Regions from separate parts of the Zea mays genome. Here region 2 is linked to region 1. A link is a contact called in public Hi-C data. All regions are on one chromosome and are shown on one strand. The core of a region is the stretch at or near the end of the contact, and the rest is flanking DNA. Distances in the headings are between cores, read along the strand shown. Region 1 holds the start of LOC100272981 (Serine/threonine-protein phosphatase PP1 isozyme 2). Region 2 holds the start of LOC103639319 (DUF3527 domain protein).

Evidence for each region. Hi-C and Micro-C count contacts between places; a contact is called where the count stands out from the background.
Region 2: a Hi-C map of leaf shows a contact between it and region 1, with 1.9 times the contacts expected there. The contact joins the promoter of LOC103639319 here to the promoter of LOC100272981 in region 1. A contact is called at or near these places in 4 of 25 Hi-C or Micro-C datasets (ear, leaf and tassel).

Annotation. Positions count from the first base shown.
Region 1 is chr9:146,278,134-146,286,013 of Zm-B73-REFERENCE-NAM-5.0, forward strand. It overlaps LOC100272981 (Serine/threonine-protein phosphatase PP1 isozyme 2), which reads right to left and starts at 4,239. Exons shown (of 5, transcript NR_158589.1): 1 at 3,958-4,239; 2 at 2,185-2,744; 3 at 1,859-2,080.
Region 2 is chr9:146,457,570-146,465,449 of Zm-B73-REFERENCE-NAM-5.0, forward strand. LOC103639319 (DUF3527 domain protein) reads left to right here and starts at 2,662. Exons shown (of 4, transcript XM_008662082.3): 1 at 2,662-3,281; 2 at 3,369-3,452; 3 at 4,674-7,186; 4 at 7,291-7,880. The coding sequence starts at 4,790. The coding sequence ends at 7,578.

The DNA.
Region 1 (7,880 bases), core at 2,989-5,488:
CCCCTCTAAAGACGGGATGGCTACAAAAACCGCAAGGCCGATGTCCAACCAGCTTTTCGCCATCCCGGATAACGCACGGGCCAAATTACCACGCACTTTTTACCATGTCGAGTGACATTTCAACCACTACGACTCGACAAACTTATAAACGTCTCATCTGCGCCCCTCACAAGACAGGCTTGGGTACGCATCTATACGATCAAAGCGCAGGTTACAGGGATCAAACATCCTTCTCCTGATCAAATACAACGCCCAGGACAAGGGACATCCCGTCGACCATACTGCTACAAGGGCTCGGACTCGTATCCTCTTATCACAAGAGCAGCGCAACAACCCTTGTAACTCATGGCTTCCCCTTTGCGACTATAAAAGGAGGAGTCTAGAGTCTCCAAAGGGGGAGAGGAGAAACACACTACACTTCACTGTTTGCTCTTCACTCCCGATATTGGCACTCGCTTCAATCTCTCGGAGACTTGGGACTCACTCCCTCTCTCGACCAGCTTGTACCCCCTACTATGAGCACCTAGGTACAAGATAATATAAGTCTCATCCCCCCTCGCTGGAAGTAGGGCCTTCTCTTGCCCGAACAAGGGTAAATCTTGTGTCTTCTTGCATCATCCATCTGGACCGGGGCACGCAGCATAAATTCACTTGTTGGTTAGGACCCTCGGGTCAAAACATTGACACCAACTTTTCATGTAAATAACCTAAAAAGCTAATTGTGCATATGTACTTGTCATTCCTTGCAGAATAAATTGACTTGTCGCTACAACATTGCACTAGAGCAAGTAAATCATAAATCTATGATATTACAAACTGCAAATTTGGCAAACAATACAACATAGAGAGAATTCCATGTGTAGCATAAAAAAGGTTGCTCTCCCATCTCTACTACAGTAGTGTTTTTCTCTGGTACCATAATTCAAAGACCAAGTTGCCCATGTGCTCTGGTACCATAATTCAAAGTCCAAGTTGCCCATGTGCTGTTAGATTTCGCTTCCCTCGGACACCACTCAGCATAGAGTCCGATGGAGCTGCACCAAAACTGCTCCCCCCCCCCAGCACTGTGATGCCACCAGGCGCCACCCCGACCGCGCCTGGTATCTGTTTACCTGTGGTCTACAGGCCCGACAGCAGCAAGGTGGCACTGGCATCTGCTTGATTTCTGATCATCAGTGCTACAACAAGTACTGCTTTTTAGGTTTGTTTTGGATGCCACTAGATTAGCTGCAGACTGCACCACTGCGGTTTCTTATAAGATCTTGTGTGTTGTTTTGATACAGAGGAGTTGTAATCAGTACATTAAAGATGTAATCAGTAAACTAAAGGAGTAGTAGTCTGCAAATTATGGTGGTCTTTGGGAATCGGGGTGAAGGATCAAAGAAAATTAAGCTTGTCCTGCTAATGTTGTTCCAAGAAACTTTATGACATTGTGAGCTTCTGGTAAAGTAGGAGCGCTAATCTCTAGTACTCTTGATTTGTAGCAGTTGCTTTCAACCATGTTGGACTGTACTACAGAGAAAAATAGCAGCGATGCTTTGCCAGTGTGTGGCGTCAAAGGGAAACAAATCTAGCAGGAAACTAGAGCACACGGGTTAAATTGGTCTTTTCCTGTCACAGTTAATGCCCAAGTTAGCAAAAACAGACAACAGTGGTAGTAGATGTAAAAAAATGAATTGGGGTACCAGAGGGAAAGACACTTCTGTGGTAGAGATGGGAGAGCATTTTTTCTTTAAACACGTAGAATTCTCTCATAAATATATGTAGCACAACCCACAAATGCATAAACGATGTGATTCAACAATTGTGTGGAGCAAGTAAATCAGCAGGACAAAATATTGAAACAGGATTAACTGACCTCAGAGCTGCTGGAAGCAAAATGGGTTCACTATCTCACATTTTGTTTGGCCCCATAAATTTGTTTTCTCTCAGCAGGTTTCAGAATTTGGAAGGAACACATCAAAGTTTCGTCAACGCTCATCATTGCGCCAGCATTATCAAATTCACCACAATAATTGGGAGCCGAGAATATGGTGACAAGCTGTCTGTCAGCAAAGAATTCATACCCATCCTCGACAACCTGAAATCACATCACATTACATGCAATATAAACACCTTCAATTTCCAGATAATTGAGAAATAAAAAGATCAAAACAGAAGCTGCACTAAATACTAAGGCGGTACCTGATGAGCACGACAAATAAGATCAAGATCATGCCTTTGCAGGAATTCTGAAACCTTGTCAGCACCAAAGGTATATGAGACCCCTCTATCATTCATGCCCCACCCTTGAACATCTTTTCCTGGATCTGACCAAAGTAAGTCACACAGTAGACCTTGATCTGGTACATCGGTTGGACGTTGCAAGTTCTTTATCTCATCCAAGTGTGCTAGATCGGGAGAAAGTCCACCGTGCATACATAATATTTTATCATCGATAAGAGCAGCCACAGGTAGAGTGTTAAAACATTCTGTGAAGACCTTCCATAGCCGCACATTAAATCGACGCTTGCATTCATCATAAAATCCATATATTCTGTTTATTGAGGCACATTCATGATTGCCCCTCAGAAGAAAAAAGTTCTCAGGGTACTTGATTTTGTAAGCAAGAAGAAGGCATATAGTCTCCAAACTTTGTTTGCCTCGATCAACATAATCACCTAAGAATAGATAATTGGCTTCAGGAGGAAAACCTCCATATTCAAAAAGCCTTAGAAGATCACTGTATTGACCATGGATGTCACCTGAATACCAAATGACAGGGGACATTACAGTTAAATACTGATGTTCAGCTATTCAGTGAAGACAAAGAACAAACTATCACAGTCCAAAGCTTGCATCAGTAGAAATAGAAAAATAGAACAGATTTTATGAGGCGAGGAACAACAATATGAGAACATCAATGAAGACAAAGGAAACAATCATAGTCCAAAGCTTGCATAAAAAATAGAAACATACAAGAAATTTTATGAGTGAGGAACAACAACATGAGAACAATAGAGGAAAAACAATTCAGTAGACATGAAAGTAGTAGTTCAGCAGTTGGAATGGCAAATGGAACAAGTGGGCAGGAGCTACATCGGTGCTTCAAAGACCCACACAAATTATCTGCCTACAACCACACAAACAGGAGACACAAAACAGCAAATGTCCAACATCACCCTAGTGTAGATACTAGATACTTGATAATAAAAGCTAATTACATGTGGATCATCCTCACTATGTGAAGTATATGTAATATGTAAACATATAAGTATAGCTTTGTATGTGCCATTAAAAAGGGCATATCCAGCACAGAAAGCTTGCATAAACTCTGATGCCTGGGGAAGAGAATTGCTACATAGTGTTACCCTTGCTTTTTTTTGCAAGTTGGACTATTCAATCCCAGGACAAGAAAGTACCACTACACAAGCCTCAACTCTATTATATGACACATACCAAGACCATAGAAACAGAACATTAGTGTAATAAGACTGGTGAGACACCCCAGCCATCCTAAGGAACTGGCGGAAAGAACATAGGTAAGAGGCACAAGCATAAGAATTGCAAGGATAATCAGCAAATACGATTAACTACATAGAGGGGAACCACTCTTTGTCACCATGCCCTCACCCATGCCTACAGCTGCTTTTATGCAGACAGCCAGACACATATATTGTTACCCAAATTTTCTCGTTGCAAATAAACCACCAGCATGGTAATGACATAAACATCCATTCATAATCAAATTAAAACCCAGGAAAATAAAAGGGTCTCATAAAACACATCCATATACCAGCAAAAAAAATCATTAAATCCAGAACAGCCCAGATTAATGGTACAATTACTCCAGTGCTTCATAGAGACACGAACGCCAGTTTCCCACGAGACGTAAGCTTCACCCACTGGCGGCGCAAACAGACCAGATCTACCGCCACGGCCGGCCGGAGACGAGAAAGAGGGAGGTGAGGTACGCACCGCAGATCTTGATGGGCGCCTCGAGCTCGAGGAGGTTGGGCTGGCTGAGGAAGATGGCGCGGGAGACGGTGCACAGCTGGCGGATCTCCGACTCAGAGAGCTGCACCTGCTTCCCTGGGCGCGCGGTCCGCACCTCGAGCAGGCGGCGGATGATGTCGTCGAGGAGCGCGGCGTCAATGCCCCCGCCACCCTGCCCTCCCGCCGCTGGCGCCGCCGACATCCCCTCCCCTTGGCTGGGCTGGGCTGGAGAGAATCAGTGGGGCTAGGGTTTCGGGCGGCGCGTCGGAAAGGGCGAAGGGGGGTGGAGGGACCGAGGAAAGAAATTAAAGCGGACACCAGATAGGTAGATAAACTCTCGCGTCTCGACTGAGGTGTTTCGTTTATTCGGTCACTGAAATTTTCCCGCTAGTGCCATGGTGGTGCGCCGTATACGCGACGCGTTCGTTCGTGGTGACCTACCCTGGTGGGTCTGCAACGGCGATGTGGCGGACAGCGGACATGCCGAGACGTACGCGCTTTCTGTCTCTTTTGTCATCGCATCTTTTTCGTTTCAAACGAATGTCCCTTTCTAGCGTCTTTTTTTCAATAATATCATGTTTGTTTCGTTGTAATTGAATTCCATTTTAATAATTATAATTTAGACAAAATTAATTAAGTTTATGTATTTATATATATAATATATTTATATATTATCTTATATGAGAGATATTTATATTCTACATTTATATTATAACGAAGCGAGTATAATAATGTACTATAAGTTGTACATCGAAAAAATATCATGTAAAATTATAGAATCAATTTTCATTTTTCACCTCATGGATTTGAGATATGGTTATATGATAACTTTGGAAAGTGGTAGTATATCACATTCTAAAAAAATAGTTTATTCCAATAGTAAGATTCCAATTCCTTCAAATGAAAGAAAACAAATGGGATCTAATATTTTTTATAATTAATTGCAAATTTGTTTGAAATGAAATATATTTTTTTAGTACAAGACTCTCGACAGCTGATAAGCTCGTAGGCTGCTAGATGGCCGATGATTGTACTCGGTTTATGGTTGAAAAAAATTCCACACTAGTCTTTAAGGTGTTTGCATGCTTCGGACTAAAGTTTAATCCAGATTTTGGATACCCGCTAGAAGGATTAAATATGTGTAAATGTAAAACTAATTGCATTAGTCATTGTTAGTTCCCGAAACGAAACTATTAAGCATGATTAATCTATGATCGGTACATTTTTATTCTAGCAAAATATGGCTAATTATGGATTAATTAGACTTAATAGATTCATCTTGCGAGTCATGTCTTATGCAGTTAGTTTCATAGTTACCACATGTTTAGTCCTCCTAATTAGTATCCAGAACCTACACTAAACTTTAATCTGGGATCCAAACCCCCCTTTTTATTGTGATTGTTATATTAGCCATATAGCGGTGGCCAACAAGACATTGTCGGCTCGCGGATACCTTCTAAGTCCTTAAATTTATATATGTGTGTGTCGGGGATAAGATCATCGGTCCTTAGGGCCCATCGGTCAGCAAGTGTAACACTCCAAAATTCTATTATGGATAAATTAGGAAAACTCATTTCGTTATTTAAATAAATATGTTTTTAAATAATATATTACTTATAAAGATTCTTATATGAACTATCCTTTGTGTTAAAAATTTATTCTCAAAAAAGAATTAAATTAAACTATCTTTTAATATAGATTTTACATAAAAATTATATCCTTTTAAATAGATATGTGAATATTATAAATTAATTTTATTGTACTTCTAAAATGTGGCTATTTGTTTAAATTATTTTCTTTAATAGTTATTATTGTAAAACATCTTACATGAATTATTACTACTAATTTTCATTTGCTTAAATGGATAAATTAATTAATAAAAATGATTTACATTCATGTTGAGTTTTTGTTTGTTGCAGTTTATGCATGAAATAGAAAATTTAATTTAACTCTAAATTAGACTTGAATTTTAAATTTAAAATAGAAAGCAAAAAATAGAAATATAAGCTAATATAATGGATATGTTTTGTGGGTTTGTTTGTACACGACGTCCTTTAGATAAATTCGATACAAATTAGGATATCGCAATAAGATATTTAAGAAAAATACTTCTTTCAGCTCGCGTGTAACACCCAAAAATATAATTTAAAATTTTAAATAAAAATATATTGTAAGATTTATTTAAATTGAATGTATAATATGATTAGTACAAATTAACAACAATATTATTGGAAAAAAAGAGATAAGTTAGAGTTTCTAACACATAGGATAGTATTGTAACAAATAAGTACCAGATTTGATAACAGATTTGGTTTCGAGTTTGTTAGAGTTCCTAATAGATATACTAGGTGAGTGTCCGTGCGTTGCAACGGAACCGTATAATAACACAATAACTTATGTACATATGTGTGTTATATTGTTATAAGTGTGTGCCCGTGCATTGCCACGAAACAATACAGGTGGATTTCATGTCCACTAAACAATACACACAACATTACAAACAACCCGAGAAAGACAAAAAAAACTTAAAAGAACTATAACATAAATCGCTGGAAATGTGGATTTGACCACTAAAACGACTTATTTTTACATATATGTACTTCCATATTAATTTTGTCACATATTAGTATATAGGTATGTGCTCGTACGTTGCGACGGTAATAAAAAAAATTAGCATGAAACATACATACGAACGACAAATATCATTATGGTATATAAAATCTGTATGATAAAATATCACTGTAACATTAATATTATATTGACGATATAAATATGTAATATTATTATAAATACGCCGACTTAGAAAGAACTGATGTCGAACAAAAATTATAATATCGCATAAATTATTTCTAAAGAATCAATATAAAATTTTGAATAATAGGCAAATATATTGATAACTATATACTAATCTAATCTTTTTAGCAATATTGATAAGCCTATGTGGTATGTTTGCAAAGAGATTAAGAATGATGCATTAATGTTTGTCTATGATAGTGCCCATATGTTGGAACGACACAAAAATATATTCGATAATTGTCACTGTCAACGATTACATGAAAACGAGACCTCAATATCTTATAAATTATTTACCAACAAACAATACAGTGCTATTTTCAATTTTACATCAGTTATTCAAAATCCATCTCACTAATGGATCAGCTCTCCCATTTACCTCAGCAGATTCATCGATTAATAGTGAAAAACTAATCAAGGAGCCCAAATGTTTCAAGATTCATGAAGATAAAAGGTACTGTATGTCAACGGTCACCTTAGGATTAGTTACAATCACTCCAAATACACTGAATGTTTCATAGAGGAGCGTCTCATCAACATCCTGTTAACAAAGTAAGCATGAAAATATTAGTCAGTCCTCAGATGAATTGAAGAGCAGATAATGAGGAAAGTAGGATTTAGGCCAACTGCCTTAATCTCAATTGCTAGATCTTTACACAAACATAACAGTCCACCTTGTGGTTCAACAATTTAACAAAGTCCTGTAAGGGAAGTGAAGCTAAAAGGAGGAACCAAACTGGGATCACTAAAATCTTGGGAAGTGTGCATAATGCTTCTATGTACCTTATGATACGTTAAAAGAGATTCCAGAGACCCCATGTATGCCAGCACTACACCAAGTGTTTCTACAGTATAGAAGATACTTTCCTAAAAATTAAGAAAATATCATAATACGATTGCATAGTTATTTGTGCAAGTCCCTGTCTGGCAAACCAGATAAACTATTTCCATGAGTGCTCGTTGGGGTAAATCATGAAAGTTAAGGAAATCAATCATGAAACACAAAATGTTTCAAAATTTTACTTCTGAGAGGTGATAAGAACTTTCAAGACTCTAAAGTCATTCAGCCTGTCCGGAGTTGGTGGAGCTTCAGGAAACACAAGAGAATCAAC
Region 2 (7,880 bases), core at 1,412-3,911, 180 kb after region 1:
TTGATCCCTCGATTAACGGTTAGAACAAGATGAACAATTATTGGAGTATAAAACTAAGTCCTTTGCTTGCAAAGAGTATTGCTTTCAAAGAATGTGGAATTAACAAAACAACACAACTAAAATATCTATGGAGAATAAAGCAAGAGGGCTTAGATAAGAAGAGGAATAACACAAGTTCCTTCTTACAAGGCTTCTCTAAATGAGAATTTAACTTGAAGCAACACAAAGTAATATCAACAAAGAATAGTGCAAGAGAACTTAGAGAGGGAGAAGACAAACAAATCACAAGCAATAAACACAAGTGACACGGGTGATTTGTTTTACCGAGGTTTGGTTCCCCAAGAACCTAATCCCTGTTGAGGAGTCCACTAAGGACGGGTCTTTTTCAACCCTTTCCCTCTCTCCAACGGTCACCAAGACCAGCGTGTGTTCCTTCTTCTTTGTCAACAAAAGATCGAAGTCTCCGCAAGGCCAACCACAAAGATAAGGGGCTCTTGCTAGCTTTAAAATGAATGGGAGTCAAAACTCCACGCTCAAATGATCACAAGAGGTAGCACACACTTTCTCTCAATGATTCTCATAAGGCACTATCACTAAACGCACACGAGTAGCTCTTTCTTGCTTGATCTCTCTTTTGTGGCACTTGTGAGGCTTTGATGTATATAGAAGTGATCTCTAGTAGATAGGAGTGAATACCCAACTCTTGTGTATGATATGGATCAATAAATTGGTATGAATGGGCTGGTTGGGGTGGTTTTTATAGCCCCCAACCACCCATATAGCCACTGGGGCGCATCTGCCAGAAACTGCACTGGCGGACGGTCCGCGGCTAGAGCCCGGACGGTTCATGACCCTCCAACGGTTGATTCTGACATTTCCAACGGATACGCCTGACAGATCAACGACTATCTGCCTCGGTGATACCACGCGGACGGTCCGCGCTAGCTCTAAAATCCCTTTTGCTCAACTTGTCACCTTCGGGCTGAACTAGATCTTCACATGCGAACGGTCCATGAATTATAACTGGATGGTCCGCACTGTATAGCCAGACGGTCTGTGGTTTATAGCCAGACTATCCACGATTTAGAGTTCCTGGCCGAAGTCAAAGCGGTGTCGCGGACGGTCCGCCAGAAGTGGTCGAACGGTCCGCACTTGGCGATTTCAGGACTTTGAGTTTCTGACTTCTCGTTGATCTTTGAACAATCTTCTCCAAGTTACTTTGGCTAAACTTGAGAGAGATCCTATGACTTAGACAAACATCTCAAGTGGCTTTCCACCAGTCTAAGTCATAGATCATGAACATTTTGATTCTTTCACTCATATATTTTCTTTTGCTCAAACTAGCTTCCAAAATAGTGATATGTTGATTTCGAACTTTCCAACCTTTCTAGAAGTGTTGAATAGGTTCCTCGGGGTATTTAGAACTTATTCAAAGAGTATAACTATTGGTAGTTCATCTATTCCATGTTTTACCCCTATATGGTTGGACCCGAGCCGATTGCAACTTAGAGACTCAACTGCTGAACTTATGAACCTGTGAATCAAAGACTAGGCAAACTAGTTAGTCTGAATGGTTGTGATGGTTATCAAGCACCAAAATATAAGAAATGGTTTAAGACCAATTTTCCTTTCACGACGCTCTCTGCCGAGAATGGGGTGGCACGGAGGCGGATGCATGAAGGAGAGAAAAGAAGCAGGATGATGAACGAGGTGGCGACAACTGAGGCAAGAACCGTCATTATCGTGCGGTGGTATAAATAGGTCGTGTCTGGCGGACTGGCCCGGGCCACGATCCATTTAATAGTGCCTGGACGAGCCCAGCACGAGCACCGTGCCGTGCTTGGGCCGTAGCCTCACCCGTAGTGCTGGCCCGGCCTGACACGATTATATTTTTTTCTTATTTTACAAAAAAATCGTATATAAATATGTACAATTTATAACCAGTATTAAAAACACATGAACATGATGTTCTACTAGTTAGACGGCTTCATCTAGTGTCTCCCGTCCTTCTTCCATCAGGACGTGGGTTGGAATCCCACCTCATGCACCGTTTTTAATATTTTACGCTGATTTGACTAAATGGTCCTATGGGCTAACGGGCCGACGTGCCGTGCCTGGGCCGGAGGGTTAATTTGAAATAGATGTGAGAGATTATTTATAAAAAAAATGACGCAGAACGACGGTTGAAACTATATTTTACGCTGATTTGACTAAATGCCCGTCGGGCTAATGGGCCGACGTGCCGTGCCTAGGCCAGAGGGTTAATGACCGTTGAAATTATATTTTGCGCTGATTTGATCAAATGGACAACGGGCCGTGTCTAAGCCGGAGGGTTAATTTGAAATAGATGTGAGAAATTATTTGTAAAAAATTGACGCAGAACAACCGTAAAAACTGATGCTTTAATATATATATATGTATATAGTAGAGATTAAGGTTTAAAACCTCCACGGGATGACGCAGATAAACTGAAAAACTGGTACTGTTAACAGTAGAAAGAAGAGATTGTACAGGACTCCAGCAATAATGAAACCGGTCCAACCCGAACGGATGGCATCATGGCAGGATGGGGATGCCGCCTGGGCATCGTGCCATTGCAGCCGCTGCTGACCTCACCACCCTGGCGCACGCAACCCTCGCGCACGTCAAACTGCTGCGACCTGCGACAAAGGAGCCACCTCCGGGCTCCGGCCCCTCCCCAGCGGCCCAGCTACCCGCCTGCTCGTCCGCCCCCGGCGCCCCGCGCTTTTCTTTCCCCGTTCCCACCACTTCAAGATCCAATCCATCGTCCGTGAACGAAATAGCCCAGTTTCGTGCCCCTCGTGATCCCGACGCCGACAACGAAACTGCCCAGTTTCGTGCTTTTCTCCAGTACCCCGCGCACGCGCGCACACACACACATCCGAATCACAAGGATTGCACCGTGGCAGTACAGGTAGAAACGTCGAGTGAAACCGTGGGAGGGGTCGAGGGAAGAAGCGGGCCAGCAGCGAGCGAGCAGTCGAGCACGCGGGGCGCACCACAAGGCCACAAAGCGCGCCGCGCGGCGGCACCCGCCACCTACCTGGTCGCCCAACCTACTGCCTATACGAGGGGAGGGGGATAGGGAGTAGCAGTAGCCAGTAGGCAGCGTAGCACTGCGGCTCCTACTACCAAGTACCAACCACACCTCCAACCCCCGCCGTATACCAATCCGCCGGAGGTCTCTATTCAGTCCACTTGCCTTTTTCCCTCACCGGTCACTGCATCGAGCTATCGGTTCGTCTCTCCCTTTCCCTCAGGTGATGCATCCTTTATTTTGTTGCAGTGGCGATTTTGCACTGCCTTTTGTGGTCGATTGCCGATCCTTCTTGGTGGTGTTGCTGCAGGAGTGGTAGATCTGCCGGTGCGGTCCCCAGTTTGGATCTTGATGATTTGGTGACTTGAGTGGCCGATTTTCTTCGAGCAAACTGGTATTTGCTCACATCGGTTTTATGCGCGCATTCGTTTCTATTTCTGGGTACTAAGGGCTGATTCGATTCGTTAGGGGACTCGTGGGGGATAGAGAGAGTGACGACTGAAGGGGGTTTATGTCGAGGGTTTAGTGCTGCGGCTTGCAATGTGAATTCTTAACTTATTTCTAGTGCTCTAGCTAGTAATATTTGTTGACGCAATTTGTGGCTAATCTGCAAAAGGAAAGGGTGGAAAAGGTTTTGTTTCAATTTCAATTTTCAACCCACAGCTCCTGATGTATTTCGAAGCATTTCGGGTCCTTGCTCCTGTTTTGTAACTGCAGTTTTATGGTGGTACCCACTGTAAAAGAGTCTTTGTTATACATAGGCTCGTTGGTCCATTTTTTTTTTCAAGCCAGTCAACAACTCAAGATACGGAGAACTTTTGTTTTTCGTCAGGAAAACATGAACAGCTGCTCCGTTGTCCATGGCACACATTGCATGGGCTGAAGTACTGAACTATGGGCGGCTGCGTGGTCCCTTGGCAGTTGCATATTCTTTTCTTTATTTCGGAAGTGACTCAAGTGTGTGGATATTATCATCAATCCGTCCTTTGAAGTGTTTGGGTGTCTTTTTTATCATTAGTGGAAGCCCTTCTTTTGTTACTTTTTCTATACCTTGTACGCTTATTGACATGTCCTCATTAGAACATTATTGTGCCAAAAGCTGTTGGTGGGCAAACCCCTGGTCAATGCAGACATGTGGAAACATCATAACCCATACACACAGGATTCTCGGGAGACAGAATGCTGTCATCTATGGCACATTCTTAGTTCTTAATTAATTTATTTAAGATAATACAGTATTGAATGGTATTTCTACTGCCTGCTACTTTACTTTTCGAAGGGAGCCTGCTACTCCCTACATCCCCAAATAAATCAATTCCTAGAATCCGTGCAAGCTTAACTAACGTTACATAAAAGAGAAACAACATCTATGACATAAAATGTGAGCGTGTTACGAAAATATATTCTATGATATATCTACTGATACTAATTTGATGTCATCAACCTTGATAGTTTTTTTCTAGAAATGACTTAAGACAACTCTAGGGATCTATTTATTCAGGAACAGAGGGAGTACCTTCTTGCTGATGAGCGATGATTAATTGCAGTGAACTTGTACTAGCCTAATAGGAATTATATATCTGATAATTTATTGGCCTATCTTTTGCATTTTCAGGTTTTTGGGAAGTGCGGTTTCCTCAATGTCTATTTGAATCACAGCATACTGAACTGAATCAAGTGATAATTGTGTTCTGGTCATACACTAAGATATACCTGAAACTTCTGCTTCATATGTTCACACATCATAAATATTCCAACAAAGGTCAGATGAACAGCGAAAGGAATGTGAAGATCATATCAGGTCGTGATGGGCAAAAGAAGGGAAATTCACAGTATGGCCAAATTGTACACATGCCAAAGGACATGGTCACAACAGTCAATGGAAACGTAGATGCAAAATTTGAAGATGAAGTTAGAGTTGTGAAGAATGATAGGTTCCAAAGGCAACGAGAGTCTTGGGGTGGGGAATGCAAGAAGGGCTCAAAACCATGGCCTGGTCGAAAGGCAGCTACTGTTGATGAACTTGTTAAACATATGTCAAATGTTCCTTCATATTTACAGCGTAAAGAAACTTCTGACCATCTTCAAGACAAGGCACTGAATGTTGGAGTTCTTGAGTGGGGGCTTCTTGCTAACTGGTCTCAGCAAGAAAAGCATAAGCTCACTAGAAGCTATGGACCATCTCCACCCAATACTAGCAGGTCTGTACTATTCCCATCTCCATCACATTCTTCTCCAAGCCCCAGCAGCAGATCTCTTGAGAGTAATCAATCTACCCCAATGAGTGGCCATCATCATTCATCCATCAGAGCACAGCAGAATAGGCTCACAGATAAACACCATGAGAGGGCCAGATGTCCACCTAGCCCAAATTCTGCAGTACTGAGCTTATTGTCAGGTCATGGCACACATCCCTGTCCAGAGAACGGTCATAATTATGTTGGGTTGGGTCTCAGCAATGTTTCTTTAGCCTCAGACTCTCTAGGTTCTTCCTCTAGAAGTTGTGGAAGACATGAAATGGTTGGAGATGAAGAGACTAGACGGAAGACTGAAGACGTTGTCCATCATTGTTCTCGTAGGCTTTTTGCAGACAGCGATAACATTGGGAAACATTTCTTCGCATCAAATACCAATGACTCCATGTGTAATGATCCTGAACAGAGTATTGGCTTGAATGGGGAAAATTTTGAGTCACTAACGTCTGATGCTGTAATGGACACAGCTAGAAATGACAGTAAGTCGTCTGACTATTTACTGGAGGATATTGAGCCATCCCTTGAATTTCCTCGAATCCCATATTCATGTCCACTTCCCATCATAGATTCAGCAGCCAAAGAGATTGGCATCACTAGCACTGAGGCTGGAGATGCAAAAGTGAGTAAAAATTCTAACCGGAACCAATCTGCCATGAATGTCACTGAGAATCCTCCCCAATACTCAGCAAAGTTTAGTGATAAGATGCCTTATTGTCATCTAGGTTCTGGGATGAATCGAGGGAGCTGCAGCTCTAGCCTCAAGGAGTCACCACATATTCGACAACCCAATATAGTTCCTCCTGTCGATAAGACAGGAGACAGGTCATCACCCAACAGCAAAGGTAGGCGAAGCCCATTGAGGAGGATGTTAGATCCAATATTAAAGCCAAGACATTCTAGTCCAGTACGTCCTTCATTTGTTCCTAAGTGTCAACTTCCAGTCAATACCACCAAGCAGTCTCTGGACTTGGGGAAATCAGTGCCACATAATGTTCAGCGAAGGTCGGTTGATTTGGTAGTCAATTCGAATTATCTGATCGAAGAAAATAGAAATCAGCCTCCTCCCCGTGTGCTATTGAACAGTGCAAGATACATACAAAAAGGAAATGATTCAGCAACAACAAGGCAAGCACTTCTGCAGCTAGCATGGAAGAACGGCTTGCCTTTATTCATACTCTCTTATGGTGATTCTGACATCCTGGCAGCCACTGTTAGAAGGAAGGGCATCCCTGAAAAGGATGGTCTGGAAAGCACATATGCTGTATTCACTGTTGAAGAACCGAAGAAAAAAAGTGGAGCTTGGATCAAGACAGGGGGCAAGAACAAAAAACATCACCTTTTATCTAGCATAGTTGGGGAAATAAAGGTTGCGCGTCGAAAATCAAGATGCCACCATACAACCGATGTTCATGTACACAGGGAATTTGTGTTGGTTGGTTCCAAATTTCTACCATCGTCTGAAGAATCAGGTGATTCAAATGTTAGTGGAGAGCTTGCAGCTTTTATCAGCACACTTCCTCAGCAAGAAGCAGAAACCTCGAAGCAATCATCTTCACAGAATACCAGGCAAAGAAATTCAATGCCAATTGGCTGTGGTTGCCCCCCACTGGGAAATTTCCATCCTAGCACGAGAAGTGCTAATTCTGCTTCAGCCAATGTTGTTGCAGTACTTCCTGATGGCTTCCATGGCACAATAACATCTGGACAGCCATTGCCTTTGATTGAGAGGTGGAGGTCAGGAGGAGCTTGTGACTGTGGCGGATGGGATGAAGGTTGTATGCTAAGCGTCCTCACTGATGCGTCCGAAGAAAATGATGCCATTCAGGCTAACCAGGCAAAGGATGGCAGCCAGAGATTTGAGCTTCTAGATCAGGTCTGCCCTAATCTTCCTCCCCCCCCCCTCCCTATTTTGCCTATGACCAGAATTTACCTCCGTTATGATGGAACAAATAAACTGATGGTAACTTGTATTCGCAGGGTCGATCACGAGAAGAGAGGCATGCCTTCAGTATGACTTCCTTCAAAGAGGGGCTTTATACAGTGGAATTCAGATCATCCATTGCATTACTTCAGGCTTTTGCAATGTGTATAGTGATGCTCCATGGAAGGTACCCAAGAAGAACGCAAGTTGGCTCGCAAGCAGAGCAGGAGCATGATCTCCTTGCTGGTCATGAGCTCAAGGCAATGGCAGCCAGTCAAGGAAGAAGGCCTCCGACAAGCTATGTGCCCCACCGGCCACCTCTTTCTCCTGTAGGCCGAGCCTAGCTTATCACGATTTAGTGTATGTTCTTTCTGTGTCTGTCCTCTTTCTTCAGCTGCGTAGTGCCGGTGGGATTGATATACCATGGTCCAATGGTCCATATGTAATACGCATGTCCAAAGTGACAATCTCTGCGCAAGTCTTTAGAGATAGCTCCCTGTACATGCTGTGATGTTGTTGATGGTGTATGACTGTACCAGTACCGTGATGTGGCTGCAAGGTCCATCTCAGTGCTTAGTTACCCTTTTATATGTCCGCTTATCTGTTGCTTCTGTATATGCTGAAATGCGCCTGCAATCTGTTGCAA